4 separate regions of the Mus musculus genome follow, and regions 2, 3 and 4 are each linked to region 1. A link is a contact called in public Hi-C, HiChIP or PLAC-seq and promoter capture Hi-C data. All regions are on one chromosome and are shown on one strand. The core of a region is the stretch at or near the end of the contact, and the rest is flanking DNA. Distances in the headings are between cores, read along the strand shown. Region 1 has its middle 26 kb from the start of Gm11418. Region 2 overlaps Myo1d (myosin ID). Region 3 has its middle 19 kb from the start of Spaca3. Region 4 overlaps Asic2 (acid-sensing (proton-gated) ion channel 2).

The links. Promoter capture Hi-C pulls out the DNA fragments that hold promoters and counts their contacts. A called contact is a pair of places that touch in the nucleus more often than the background predicts. HiChIP or PLAC-seq counts read pairs in DNA pulled down with a chosen protein or histone mark.
Region 2: an H3K4me3 HiChIP or PLAC-seq map of embryonic basal ganglia shows a contact between it and region 1, with 7 times the contacts expected there. The contact joins two enhancer-like sites. A contact is called at or near these places in 1 of 15 datasets of contacts at CTCF or cohesin (pro-B cells), 1 of 484 Hi-C or Micro-C datasets (cortical neurons), 5 of 115 datasets of contacts at active chromatin or transcription factors (astrocytes, embryonic basal ganglia, embryonic forebrain and 1 more) and 1 of 9 other capture datasets (embryonic stem cells).
Region 3: a Hi-C map of cortical neurons shows a contact between it and region 1, with 2.4 times the contacts expected there. The contact joins two enhancer-like sites. A contact is called at or near these places in 10 of 39 promoter capture datasets (the C10 cell line, cranial neural crest, embryonic stem cells and 7 more), 1 of 15 datasets of contacts at CTCF or cohesin (the NIH/3T3 cell line), 1 of 484 Hi-C or Micro-C datasets (cortical neurons), 12 of 115 datasets of contacts at active chromatin or transcription factors (differentiating embryonic stem cells, embryonic basal ganglia, embryonic hindbrain and 5 more) and 2 of 9 other capture datasets (embryonic stem cells and embryonic trunk).
Region 4: a contact with region 1 is called in a promoter capture Hi-C map of hippocampal neurons, with 5 times the contacts expected there. The contact joins two enhancer-like sites. A contact is called at or near these places in 1 of 39 promoter capture datasets (hippocampal neurons), 3 of 115 datasets of contacts at active chromatin or transcription factors (all in embryonic stem cells) and 2 of 9 other capture datasets (embryonic stem cells and embryonic tail).

The regions. Positions count from the first base shown.
Region 1 is chr11:81,611,227-81,614,516 of GRCm38.p6, reverse strand. It overlaps a transcript of Asic2 not described here. Among named protein-coding and RNA genes, the nearest start is that of Gm11418, 26 kb to the right of the region's middle. Within about 2 kb of position 1,841, at least 89 of the 459 cell types and tissues checked have an H3K27ac peak or open chromatin away from gene starts, as enhancers often do. A contact at or near this core is called in cortical neurons, embryonic basal ganglia, embryonic forebrain and 1 more, where this site is marked.
Region 2 is chr11:80,621,745-80,625,034 of GRCm38.p6, reverse strand. The region is part of intron 16 of Myo1d (myosin ID); the gene reads left to right. All of the region lies in intron 1 of Gm38907 (a long non-coding RNA gene), which reads right to left. Among named protein-coding and RNA genes, the nearest start is that of Gm38907, 4.6 kb to the right of the region's middle. Within about 2 kb of position 1,829, at least 55 of the 459 cell types and tissues checked have an H3K27ac peak or open chromatin away from gene starts, as enhancers often do. A contact at or near this core is called in cortical neurons, embryonic basal ganglia and embryonic forebrain, where this site is marked.
Region 3 is chr11:80,875,963-80,879,252 of GRCm38.p6, reverse strand. No RefSeq gene overlaps it. Among named protein-coding and RNA genes, the nearest start is that of Spaca3, 19 kb to the right of the region's middle. Within about 2 kb of position 1,767, at least 67 of the 459 cell types and tissues checked have an H3K27ac peak or open chromatin away from gene starts, as enhancers often do. A contact at or near this core is called in cortical neurons and hippocampal neurons, where this site is marked.
Region 4 is chr11:81,078,741-81,082,030 of GRCm38.p6, reverse strand. The region is part of intron 1 of Asic2 (acid-sensing (proton-gated) ion channel 2); the gene reads left to right. Among named protein-coding and RNA genes, the nearest start is that of Gm51910, 55 kb to the left of the region's middle. Within about 2 kb of position 1,465, at least 16 of the 459 cell types and tissues checked have an H3K27ac peak or open chromatin away from gene starts, as enhancers often do. A contact at or near this core is called in hippocampal neurons, where this site is marked.

The DNA.
Region 1 (3,290 bases), core at 592-3,091:
AGTCCTAAGAACCAGGGCAGCTTATAAACTGGATTCACTTTCAATTCCTGAAAGATCGGAATGTGAGGGAAATGAAACTGTCAGACAATCTTAATCAAGGTTCTATTAAAAGGGCCACCTCTCAGGGAGGCTCCAACTGGGTCTGCAGCCTCTATGGGACTGCACATCTACCTTGATCCTCATGGTGACCTCCCAGATGGAGGTTGTTCCTCTCTCCCCTCCTCCTACCTCCATCCACTCTGCTGTCTTGGGGTTTAATGGGCCGGTGTGGAGGGTTGAAAGGACAGTGTTAACAAGAGTCAAATCAAAAGGATATTCACCTAACTGTGTGTCTGCCTCTCTTCCTGGTTCCCCATTCTATTATTCCCATGCTGTGTGGGGGCCCAGCATTCGCTGAACATCTGGCCTCCCCCTCAGGAGGCTCAGGGTGTCCTTTTCCTCGCTGCAGTCAGTTCATGCTGGGCGTGCCCCACCCTCGGCAGGTGTAAGGTTTCTACTGGGTAGATCAAGCCAGCCTTGAACCCCAGCTCTTCCTGCATGAACTTCCTAAGTGCTGGGAATGCAGGGACATGCCAACCTTGCTCGACTGAGTGTGGTTGTTTCTGATTTATACCCCCTGCCCCAAGTCATTCGACTCAGGGAAAAACGCAAAACAAAAGCAAGATTTTAATCCAAGAGACAAGAGAAAAATGAAACTAAAACATGATACAAAGCTGAAGAACGGGAAAGATGGAAGAGAAAAGAATGGAAAAGCACAGTGTGTTTATGTATATAGTTCATGAACTCTTTAGAAGACTCAGGTTCCCCGGGGTCGGGGCGGGGGACGGAGGGGGGGGGGCAGAATCCAATCAAAAATATGTTACTTTCTCCGACTTCAAGCTCAGAATCACTAAAAAGTGGCAAACTGGTGATGTGATTCCAAACCTTTCCCTATCTTATCTTTTCAGAAGCTGCAGCAATTGCCTTTTCTTCTAGAATGTCGTCCCATTGTTTAAAAAGGAACTTCAAATTAGAATGATCTTCCCTGGGCAATTCCTGAAACAGCCACTAGATGGCAGAATGAGACCACAAAGATGCTGTGTCAGATTGGCTGCTGATCTGCATGCAGCCCGGGGAGCCGCGAGCTAGCAAGCCATCTCCTGCAGGCATCTGATTAATAATGGGGCTGTAATTATCTTTACACAATCCCGATTGCAGCTCCCGTTGTAGCCTAGCTGTTAAATTAAACTGCACAAATAAATATGCCTTGCGACTCAGCCTCCCCAGCACTGCCCACCCTGGGTGGCTTCCAGGCATATTAACATATCAAAACACAAACAGAACCCCTCCCCACTCCCTTCATTTTCATAACAAAAGGGGCCCCCTTTCATCTCCCCAGCAACCGGGTCTGTATTTAAATAGCTCTGTGAAGGCCGATAACGTTATTACTTTATTTCCCTAGTCTAGCCCTGGGATATCTGCTTCTTCGGGAAGATGGATGGATGGATTTTATTAGGAAGATGAAACACCCACGGACCCAAGCGGCCTGAAGCTTGGTGCAGAAGAGAGCCTGTAAAAGCCTCACCTAAAGGAATACTCAGAAATAACTAGGGATCCTAATTGGTCTGAGGCAGCGCTTTCCGGCTTAGTGGTCTAGGGTCAAAGGAATGAAAATGCAAACGAAATTGGGTTAGGGCCATAGGTTCCGGATGGTGGCATTATAAACTGTAGAGCCCTGGGCATGAAGACACATAGGGGTTAGAACTTCCTAGAAAGCACTTCACCCCAGCTGCAGGGCTGCTGACTTCCCCCCAAGTAACGGGAGATGTCTAGAGATCCTGCCTCCAGCCAGGGACAACTCAGGCGTGGGAGGGAGCTACACAGATGATGCAGATCCTGATTTGACTCCCAGTGTTAGAGAAGCTTGTACAATCCAAGGACTTGGCAGTACAAAGGCCTGTTTGGGGCGGCGGAAGCTAAGTCCTGAGGTTAACTCCTGCAGCAGGCACTCCTGTTAGGCCCCCAGTAGGTAGAGGAGAAGGGAGGCTTTACTCCCGAAGAGACTCCCTTCCATCATCCTAGGAGCTCCTCCTCTGCTCCCGACTACACATCGTTTGTGCTCCGTGGAATGAATGGGTGTCTGTTTCCGCACTCAGTGGAGGGGTGGGACTAAGCAAAGATGGAGAGGCTGAGGGAGGCGGGGCCGGGAGATCTGATAGTACATCTTAAGAAAGGAGAGAGGGATCAGCTAGCTTATCAACAGTCTGGTTCCCCAGGGTGAAGACAGGTAGATAGACTCGGGATAAACAGCATGGCTCTTCTGCGATGTGGTATCCTTGAACGCACGGGTTGATGAAAGCGAAAATGAATGAGTAAACATTCCAAGAAGCAGGGGCAAACTCCAGCCAGCACAGGGCTCTAGATCCCAAGAGCTTTCAGGAGGCGGTCTCCGAAAGGGCGGGGCTTTCTTTGACTGACATAGGTGATAGACATCTCATGAGTTGTGCCATCTCAGAATTGCCTATGTAACAATCATATGCATGAGGTAGTCTGCATGCATCAGCCTTACGGGATTTGTGATGTCCCAAAGGCCAAAGACCATCCTTTCCTTAGTGGCTTTGCACTGGAGAAATCTCTAGAGAACTGAATCCTCTGTTGGGCTTTGGTTTCTAACTGTGGTCGGAATTTTTGTTTGCTTGTTGGGAAGGGTTTTTCACAGTCCAAGGGACTATCTGGAGCAGTGAGGAAATGGTCTTCTTTGTTGACATTAGACCCTGGAGTGATTTTCCTATGACTTACACGGCCGTACCTCACTTGAAGAGGGCGCAGTAAGACAGAGCCATGATCATGAGAAGACCCCAGGAGAAAGGATAACCCCCTCCTCATATAGCTATAGATTTCCAGAGGAAATCCCAAAATCTCTCTCTGTCAGATCACAGTCATGAAAGGCTGCTTCGATGTATGCTCACCTGCCCAGGAGGCAGAGGAAGGACAGCCCATCCCCAGATACACTCCTCCTTAGCTGCTATAAGCCTCCTCCCTGAGTATCGCCCGCTACCTGGCGGGCTTCCCTTACAAGATAGAGTGGAGATGGGCTCAGGGGATTGTTGTCACAAGGGACTTCAGTTCCTTCCCTTGGTGGTTCATGCATTTATGCATTCCACAAAAATTAATTAAAAGTCTATTGTGTACAGACTATTACACTAATCACTTAAGAAGCCCGCAAAAGAAGACAGGGGCATAATGAAGCCTGTGTTTATCATCTTGAGTCCTGGAGTTGAACGTCAGCTCAGAAAGCAGGAGGCGCTTCC
Region 2 (3,290 bases), core at 580-3,079, 990 kb after region 1:
CTTAGGGAATTATTTTGTTCTTAAAGTATCTCTTATGAGGATTTCAGCAATGCCAAGGGTTCCCTTGGAACACTCTTTTAGAGCAGCTGCCTCAAAGCATAAACTCATACTAGAAATGCTCAATTGTAAGGTGTGAACATTTTTAAATATGTTGAAGATTACCCAATTGCTTTGCTTTGTGGTTGGTTTGTTTGTTTGTTTGTTTGTTTGTTTGTTGTTTTCTGCTGCACACTCAGGCTAGGGGGCCCATGAGCTCTGGGCATGATTCTGTCTTCACCTTCCGTCTCCCCCACGGGAGTGCTGACCTTCGCTTTCTTGCAAGCTCAGCTGTAGCTGTTACGTGTTTATACATCAGTAGAGTTTCTTGCCATATTCCATGGAAATCATAAGAGAAAAGTAGTGTAGTCAGTTTTGGAATTTTAAATAAAAGTGTATCAAAGAGGAAACAGTAGCCAATTTACGAATCTTATGGCCTAAGTCACACAGCTGAGATGAGAGGAAATTATCAGACCATGAGAGTTGTTTGGGGTTCCCATTCTTCCAAGTTGGGGTCATAGATAGCTAATGTTGTGAATGACTGAGATAGAAGGTATAGTCACTAGCACATATTTCCAGGATATTAGCAGTGTAGGCATGATATGTTTCAGGTATGAATGAGACATTCAAGTAGAAATGACTGGCAAGGGGGCTGGAGAGATGGCTCAGCGGTTAAGAGCACTGACTGCTCTTCCAGAGGTCCTGAGTTCAAATCCCAGCAACCACATGGTGGCTCACAACCATCTGTAACAATATCTGGCGCCCTCTTCTGGAGTGTCTGAAGACAGCTACAGTGTACTTACATATAATAAATAAATAATTTAAAAAAAAAAATTAAAAAAAAAAAAAAAAAAAAAGAAATGACTGGCAAGCAGTTAGTGGTGAAAAGGAAGGAAGAAAGGAAGTAGCAGTTTTCTTTTTGTTTGTTTGTTTTTGTTTTTGAGTTTCTCTGTGTTGCCCTGGCTATCCTGGATGTCACTCTATAGACCAGACTGGCCTCAAACTCAGAGATCTGCCTGACTCTGCCCCAAATGCTGAGATTAAAGACATGTGTCACACCCATGCTACACCCAGCCAGCAGTTTTCAAATATATAGTCACCAGTGTGTTAAGGTAGACTATGATAAGCACAAGATACAGGAGAACTAGATACAAGGAACAGAGTCCTCCAGCAAGGAAGTATGTTGGACATTTATAATAAAACAGTATGGAAAAGTGTGTGTATGTTCTCAATGAAGAAACCAAGGCATGTTTGTCTTCTGAAACATCTAGGAGATTTCAGCTACTGAATTTGAAACCTTATCCTGCATATATTACTAAGCCATGCTATTAGAATAGTATTGCTATGTACAAGTCATTGATCTTACAATTCTGAAGAAAATCTCTAAGATTTATTATATAAGCCAACAACTGATCCATTTAAATATGCAGCCACATCTGCACCTTGACAAATGACAGCCTTTTAGAAAAATAAAAAGGCTTCAGCAGAAATTATCATTGAAACCACAAGGCATTCTTGCTTTCCCGCCCTCAGCACCCTCCTCCTCCACCACCCAACTGGTGAATAAAATGAGAAAAAGCATATTTGGAAAATAATGATGATGTGTCAAAACCAATTTGTCTCATCCTTATCTCCTCCTAGATATGGCCAGTGTCATCTGTTGCCCTTCCACAGCCCACTTCCCCCGCTGTCAGTAAGTGTCCTTTGCCTCCCTTCCCCAACCCATTCCCCCACATTGGACTCCGATGATTTGCTTTCCAGAAAGAGCAGCAAACCCGTTGCCTGGGTGATAGCTCATTACTACGGCAACCAATTTGGTGCATCAGTATGAATCCCAATTTTAAAATGTAATTATGCCGAGATGTGTACATATGCTTCAGATTTACTTAAAAGAAGTCTGTTCCCCGTTGGAAGAAAAACGTTTCCTGTGCTAGATGAAAGAAGGGGAAAACCTTTATTTTCTTCTCTCGGGCGGAATACACCTCTCAATTGAGTCTCCACTGTGTCGGGAAAACAGCTTGCTTTGTTTTTTTTTCCCTCACCACTTTTGTTTTAACTTGAGATGTTCCCTTTCTCAGACATTTCTCTCTTGAGACCTGTCACTCACAGCCCAACAGCTGGTGTCTCCATGGCAACGGTGTCTGGCCCCTATAGGTGGTATCAGAGAAAAGGGGGAGGGGATGGAAGCATGGCTACATTTTCATTGCTCTTTTCTTGTTTAATTGCTGCAAGCTGAAGAGATTGACTCTTTGTAAAGCATTCATTAGGAAAAGGAAGGGGATTTAGTGAATAGATGTTTACACGAAATCACAATATTCCTGCTACCCCGTACTCAAGAGGAGCAAGCTCATGAATAAGAAGTGTAGCTGGAAATGTGTTCAGGCACGGGGAACAAAAGCCATCCAGTTGCTACTGAGCAATTCATTTTTGCTCCTTCCCCAACAAAAATAATTGTTCTAAAGACACAAAGGGCATATTTGGGTGCAAGGAGTATTTATTTTAGTTGCCTGCCTTATTAAACATGCCTGCTAAATCAGGTAAGCCTTGCAACTCATTAAGTTTCCCCTGTGCTGAAGCTGCTGGGAAGCACAGCTGCCGAAGCCATCTTCAATTCGGGCTTTCTAACAGACGTCTTCTCCTCTCCTGCCTTCACCTCTGCCCCACTGTTAGCTGGCCTTCTCTGGTTCTTGTGACGATCAGAATATTTTATTGTAATGGCTGTTCATCCCTTAGTGAAAAGTAACTGCCACTTAAAGTATTTTTAGGGTTTTTTTTTTTCGTTTGTTTGGTTTGTGTGGTGGAGTTCTGTTTGTGGTGTGCAGGGGATGGAACCCAGGCAGGCCTCAACATTTGCAAGGCAAACTTGTCTTAACATTGAACCATATCCTTAGTGCAAGTTTAAAAATATACTCCCTAGCATATCTAATTTTTTTTCACATATTAACCTAAGAAAATGTAACTGTTTATCAAGGTAGCTATATAAGATACGTGTGGTTTCAGTCTGAGCATCGCAGGGTGAGGTACCTTTGTTTCCTTTCCTTTTGCTTAGCAAATGTATGAAATACTATCAAGCGATATGCGCGAGTCTGGCATTTCTAGTGTAGCTGATCTGGTGAGTTCCAGGTTCAGTTAGACTCTCAAACCATCAGGTAGAAAGCAGCAGAAGAAGACATCAGTGTCAGCCGTTAGCTTTCATGTGCATGAGCACACCTCTGCTCACCCATCTACACGCTTGTATACAAACATGGATACCT
Region 3 (3,290 bases), core at 518-3,017, 740 kb after region 1:
CTTGATTTGAGGATGATCAGAACTTAACTGTGTGAAGCAGAGGTGCAGGGCCAGGTAATGTAAGACCCCTTCAGATTCCAAAGCCTGAGGTCATACTACCCTCCAGATAAAGCAAGCTCTATACACACACATCACATATATACAAGCATGGCCGAAAGATGGAGGTGATGAAAACTGCAAAGACAGATGGGAAAGAGTCTACTGCAATGCCCACCCCCATGCTCACAGACAGCCAAACTCTCTACAGGGGTTGCCCAAACTGTTAACAGTTCTTAAGAAAGCAGAACGGCTTAGGTGGAAGGTTTCTGATGTTATTTTCTATTGTGGCAGCTGTCAATCATTAGTAGTATAATGTTTAAGACACTGTATTACCTTACGGCTCTATAAGGTCTCACATGGGCTTCATTGCACTACGGTGACAGCAGGATTGCATTTCCCTCGGGAAACTCCAGGGGAGGGTCCACTTCCTTACCTTGTCCAGCCACTATAGACCCACCACTGTTCCTTGACTGGTACCTTGACCCCTTCCCACTTCTTTCAAGATAGCTGGAACGATTAAGTCTTCTCATATCACATAATCTTCCATAGTCACATTTCCTCCAGCCCTGACCTCGCCTACTCTTCCCCTTTAAAGGCTCCTATGGGCCCACCAGGTTGTCCAGACAATCTGCTCCATTACAAGGTTATCCCCTCCAGCACATCTGCAAAGCCTCTTTCCTATGTAGAGCCACATAGGGATCAGGATGCAAGTATTTTCATGGGTGATTATTCTGCCTACTGGAGCTCATGGCCTAATGTTCTTGTTTTCCAAATGAACAGACCCAACTTGGGTTAGGGGAGACTGACCTGGGATCACCCACAGAATGAATGACTGTGCTAAGATGTACTCCTTAGCTGCTGGGCTCACAACTCTATTTGTAGATCTATAACGTTGACTCACTTAAAGCAAGAAGAGCCAAAAGTGATCTTTCTCCCAAGACTTGGCCAGGCCATAGTCGTCTATGAGATAAACTCACCCATCACTTCAGCCAACTGGAAAGTGTCCCACTGGTGGCAAGACCAGCAAATGTGGAAGGATGGGGGGTCTGGAGGCTGACCTCAGACTCTCCCATCAGGGACAGGGACAAAGGGAAGTGTCTATTTGTGTATGTAGGATCCTATCTGATGCCTCTGCTTTCTTCCAATTTGACAACTTCAGACATTTTAAAAATTAACAACTGAAGATGATATTTGAACTGCTTCAGTAGATTTCTAGCTTCCTTCCAAGAGCGATAAATTAGAAATAGGACTCATTTTTTGTGATGGGCCAAAGAGTGTTTAGACACATTTGTATAGCTTTGGGGCTCACATATCTATGTATTTCTTCCTATTTGGGGTTTCCAGCTTTGTTCAGCTTAGGGTATGTCTATGTACTTAGCCTGTTTAAATGTTCACACACACACACACTACAAAAGAACAAACTAATAACCAGTATCAATTAGTCCATGGTTAACAGAAGATAGTCTAACTTCCAGAGAGTGGTGGTCTGTTTTTCTTGCCGTCATTACAAATAAGTATTCATACAGACGTTTTTTAGAGTGATGATTGGGAGGGGTCATGGGTGCAGAGGTCACTCGGGCACATGTCACAAGCTAAACGATCACCAAAGATGACACATAGGCTTGGAGTTGAGAACAGTCACGTGGCCATACCTCAAGGTGACGCTCAGTGGCCTTGGAGGCTGGGATAAACTGATTGATGAGTGGCCCCAGGCCTCACAGGCAGTCCAGCAGGCTGCTGTGGTCAGTGGAGCGAAAGAACCAAGTCCTTCTGCGAGCATCCGAGCTCTGCCAGCAACTGAGCTGGCTGCGCACAGGCTGTTGCTTTGTTGTTTTTGGCAAAGACGCCAGAGTTATTTTATTTTCCTCTCTCCAGCTTGAAGCTATTTTTGTGAATGTTTTAACTGTGAACGTGCCTTGAGAGTAGCTTCCAGCACCACACGCACTGATGGGACTGGAGGCTCTGGCTCTTAGTAAGCTAGAGGTGGCCACTGGGAGCCCAGCACCCACAGGGGTGAGCTTGCCAGGTGACATGCCCCTTCCAGGAAGCTTGGCTCAGCCCACTTGAACAGAGGGACCCAAGGAGAAGGAAGCCAGGAGACTTTCTTCCTTCACAGACTCAGAGTCTTCCATTCCTGGAATTGTACAGCCAAGGGGCTCCTTCAGGCCTCGGTGACTGAACTTCCCGGTTACAGAGGAGAAAGGGGGTTCAGAGAGGCCAAAGAATTCCTTCTGCAGGAGGGTTCATCCAGCCCCGACCCACATACAGTGGGGCAGTCCCCATATTGCATTAGGAAAGCTTCCTGGCAGAGGTGGAGAAGGGAACAGGAGAAAAATAAAAAGCAAATAGCCAAAATATGAAGAACACAGATCCACTATTCATCCCCTCGACTGTTGTGTGCCAGGCATTTGCCCTCACATGGAGTTTACAGTCTGAGTGGAAATACTAACAAGTATACAGATGGATTGGGGTCCCAGTTGAAGGGGCATGAAAAGAGGTGTAAGGTGGGTCCAGGAGGTTAGAATAGGCAGAGTTTAGGGGGACTGGACAAGGTCAAGGAAACCCAAGAAAAGACATGATAGAGGAAAATGAAGTCATGTGTACACATACACACACATATACACGTACACACATACATACACACACATATACACGTACACACATATACATGTACACACATACATACACACACATAGAAAACACATATACATGCACACACATATATACACACATACATGCACACGTGCACACATGCAGAGAGAGAGAGAATGAGAGAGAGAGTACAAAGGTCCATAAGAGACTTTTTCCAAGGTTTCTTCATTACTATTTGTTTCCTGTAACATATTGATTTTTAATCTTGTTTCGATCACAAACCCATTTTAGAACAAAGTGGAAACGATGAATCCTTCCCCACCACCCCACCCAGGAATGATGTTCATAACCATGGGGACAGGCATTAGGTTGCCAGTCAGTGACCCTCCATGGCCCCACTGATGCTGGCCATGCCCTAGAGAGTGCTGACTAATCTCCTAAAGAGCCCACACCAGCACACAAAGAGCGATTGATGTTTCTTCTCCCTAAATGGCACAATGACAGTCATTTTTTCAATTTGCAGAAGGGAAAAAAAAGATAGGATTTGATCAATTTCAATTTTTTTCCTCCTTAATTTTTTTTTTAAACCTTTGACACCTGCTGCGGCGTGTGAGCGAGTGAGCACGTTCTCACGGATGGCAGATGGAATGAGTGAGCAG
Region 4 (3,290 bases), core at 216-2,715, 530 kb after region 1:
CCATTTTTAGCTTCATATCATCTATCATCTATTTCCTGTTGTTACCCTCTCAGTTACCCAATCCCTACCCTCTATGGTCTATAACTTTATTTCCACAGAGAAAGAAAATCTAAATTTTAACTAACTTTAAGACAAACTTTTATAAAGGTTAAGAATTTTCTACATTTCAAAGCTTCAGCAACATGAATTTTTTTTTAAGTCCAAACTTCTTTTTGAAAAATGGAAAACAGTTAACAATTTGTAATGCCTGTCACGCTGCCTTTATAGAATCGCGTGTAAGGGGAACAACTTATGTTTTTGATCCTCTTAAAGTGGAATCTTAAACAAGTTTTCCCCAGTGCTGAGGAGGTGAAAAAAGTTAGGTAGATACAGTCCTTACTTAAATTCTCTTCTTGTGGATTTCTTGTTATTTCCAAATCAATTGGAGCTAGACTCAAAAGATATAGAAAAAAAAATCACACCAGTTTATGGTTCTTGAAGTCTGTCTGTCTGATGTCTGTCTGTATTTGTATATCTGTACCTGTCTCTCTTTCTGTCTGCCTGTCTGCCTGTCTGCCTGTATCTGTGTATCTGTGTGTCTGTACCTGTCTCTCCGTCAGAGACAGTCTGCCTGTCTGAATGTCCGTTTGTCTGACACCCTCTCTGTGTCTTACACACACACACACACACACACACACACACACACACACACGCACGCACGCACACGCACACACGCACACACACGCACGCATGCACACACACACACACACACACACACACACACACTGGGTAACAGTGTTCCTGATACCCAGATCACGTCCTGCCTTCTTGCATGACACAGACAAAAGTTTGAACATTCATCAATGTCCCTGAGAACAGACTCAGAGTAGGAAACAGAGCCCCGGAGAGTGAAATCAGACGGTCTGTTTCTTGTCTCTTCTCATTCTTCCAGCTTCCGTTGCCTCCTCTCTGAAGTGGAGAACATAAGCATGTCACAGCATTGCTCTGAAGATTCAGGGTGGGGATGGAAGGCTTGGAGAGCAAGTGTCCCACACCTAATAGGCAAGAAATATGTATGGGGCCGTTACTACCTTGGTGGCATTAAGTGTATTCCTTCACAAGGTCAGAGTAAAGAGCAAATGAAGCGAGGTAGGAGGTAATGTGTGTGGAGTCCTTAGAGGGGTGGGGGCCGCTGTCTCTGCAATTCTCCCCTCTGGCCACTTCTCGCTAGCTAGGAGCAGGTTCCTTTGCCGAGAAGCCATGGACCACTCGAAACACGGCATGTTTCTCATCTGCTTCTGGCTGTTCTGGAAAAGGTGACTTTCTGAGCTTCATTGGGCCCTTGAGTTAAGTAATTGAAGCTTTAAGGGTCTGAAGTGACTCACCCTGCACTGTTTATTCTGGTCTCGTGTGCACAAAAGAGAGGAAAGTCACCAGCTCTAGCCACCCACTGCAGTGTTAGAGACGAGAATAGCTGGATAAAATACTGACAATAATTCCCTGGGCCTGGCTCGAGTCCTCCTTAACGGGTGGTGTTGGGGACGATGCATAACAGATCCTGAATCATCAAATACAGTAGCTCCCCAGTTATCACTGTGTACCCTGAAGAGAGGAGGGAGGGAGAGAGGGAGAAGGAAAAAAATGCCCTGAGCAAACAGATCTTGCTTACAGTCTATGCTGGAGACCGACAGGAAAATAGGCTTTCAAACCTTATCACTGACTGAACTCCTACTGTGGGTGAGACATAACTGCAACACACAAGAGGATTAAGTCACACACACACACACATACATCCCACAGCCACCGGAAGCAATACTTGGCTAATAATACTGATAAGAGTTGCAGAACCAGCTCTCAGGGAGTGCACACCTGTGTGAGCAAGGGGCAATGTGTGATATACTCTCTTCTGGATCTTTATTTACGTCTATGTGTATGTTGTGGTATGTGCATACATTCATGTGTGTGAATGTGTGTGTGTGCATATGTGTGAAGGCTAGAAATAAACATGGGGTAAATCCCTCAATCACTTTTCACCTTTCTTTGTGAGGCAGGGTCTCTCACCAACTGGCTAGCATAGCTATCTAGCAAGCCCAAGGGACCTTCCTGCCTGTGCCCCTCCCCCCCCAACCCCTGCCTCTGCCCCTGGCCCCGCCCCACCCCGCCCCATGCCCCCTCAGTACTGAGAATACATGACATACTGCCAGACCCAACTTTTTCCACAGTTGTTCTGAGGGTCTAACCTCAGGTCCTCACACTTGTGCAGCAAGGATTTTACTGATGGAGCTATCTCCCCAGCCCCTGTTCTGGATCTTTAATGTCACCCTTCAAGAGTAGTTATCTACCTTTTAGGAAAAAGGATGTAAAGCTCACTTCCTGAAGTGTGAGAGCCCTGCTATACTAGACACTAAGCAGTACTTCTGAATGCATGGAGGTTAAGGGTGGATAGCTGAGTGGAGTGGTCGAGGGTATTCCCAAAGTCACAGAGTAAACATGTGGTAGAAGAGCAATTATGTGAGCCTGGTTCTCTGCACCCTCAACCTGTGCCCACCCACAGCATCCAGAAGCCACCCTCAGCTCAGCTCCAATCGGGAACTCGCTGCAGTGCAGTGCAGCAGAGCAAGCTGAGAACACAGCCTCTGGTTTCCTGCCAGAGTCAACAGCATGGCTAATTTATTTTAAATAAAAACATTTGAAAGCACAAGTTGCACTATGTAGCAAAGAGGGACTGTCTTTAAAAGGAGATTTTTTTGCTGCAGAAATTTCCATATTCTATAAGACAATCCCAAGGCTAGGTTACCCTAAGATGGCTTCTGTACAGTTGCAAACTCAGATAGAACCGGACCTGGCTTCCCAAGCCTTCTCTTCTAAGACCCATATTGAGCATGCCCTTGAGTGCAGTGGTAAAGCTTGCAGGTCTGGACGTTTCTGAAGGGATGAAAGACATGAGAGGCACTGTGAGTGGCTACTGTGAGTCGGATGTTTCTCCTGTCTTTTGTTACTTAATCAGCCTAACAAGCCTGAAGGTCATGCTATGACCCTTGACTCACAAAGAAGAAAACTGAGATTCATAGAAGATGGGCCCAGGGTCGCCTGGAAAGGAAAGGGAGGCAGATCTAAACCCAGCTCTGTCTGGGGCCAGAGATTAGATTCTGTCCAACACAAGGCTTCTAGCTGCTTCCTTGGGTTTCTAAGGTACTCCAGGAAAGCAACAGGCTCTGCACGTTTAAATGAGATGAAGACTACACATAGGAAAAGTCAGGCCATTTGAGAGCTGAAGTCTCAGGCTGTAGCCTGACTGAACCGTAGCAAGC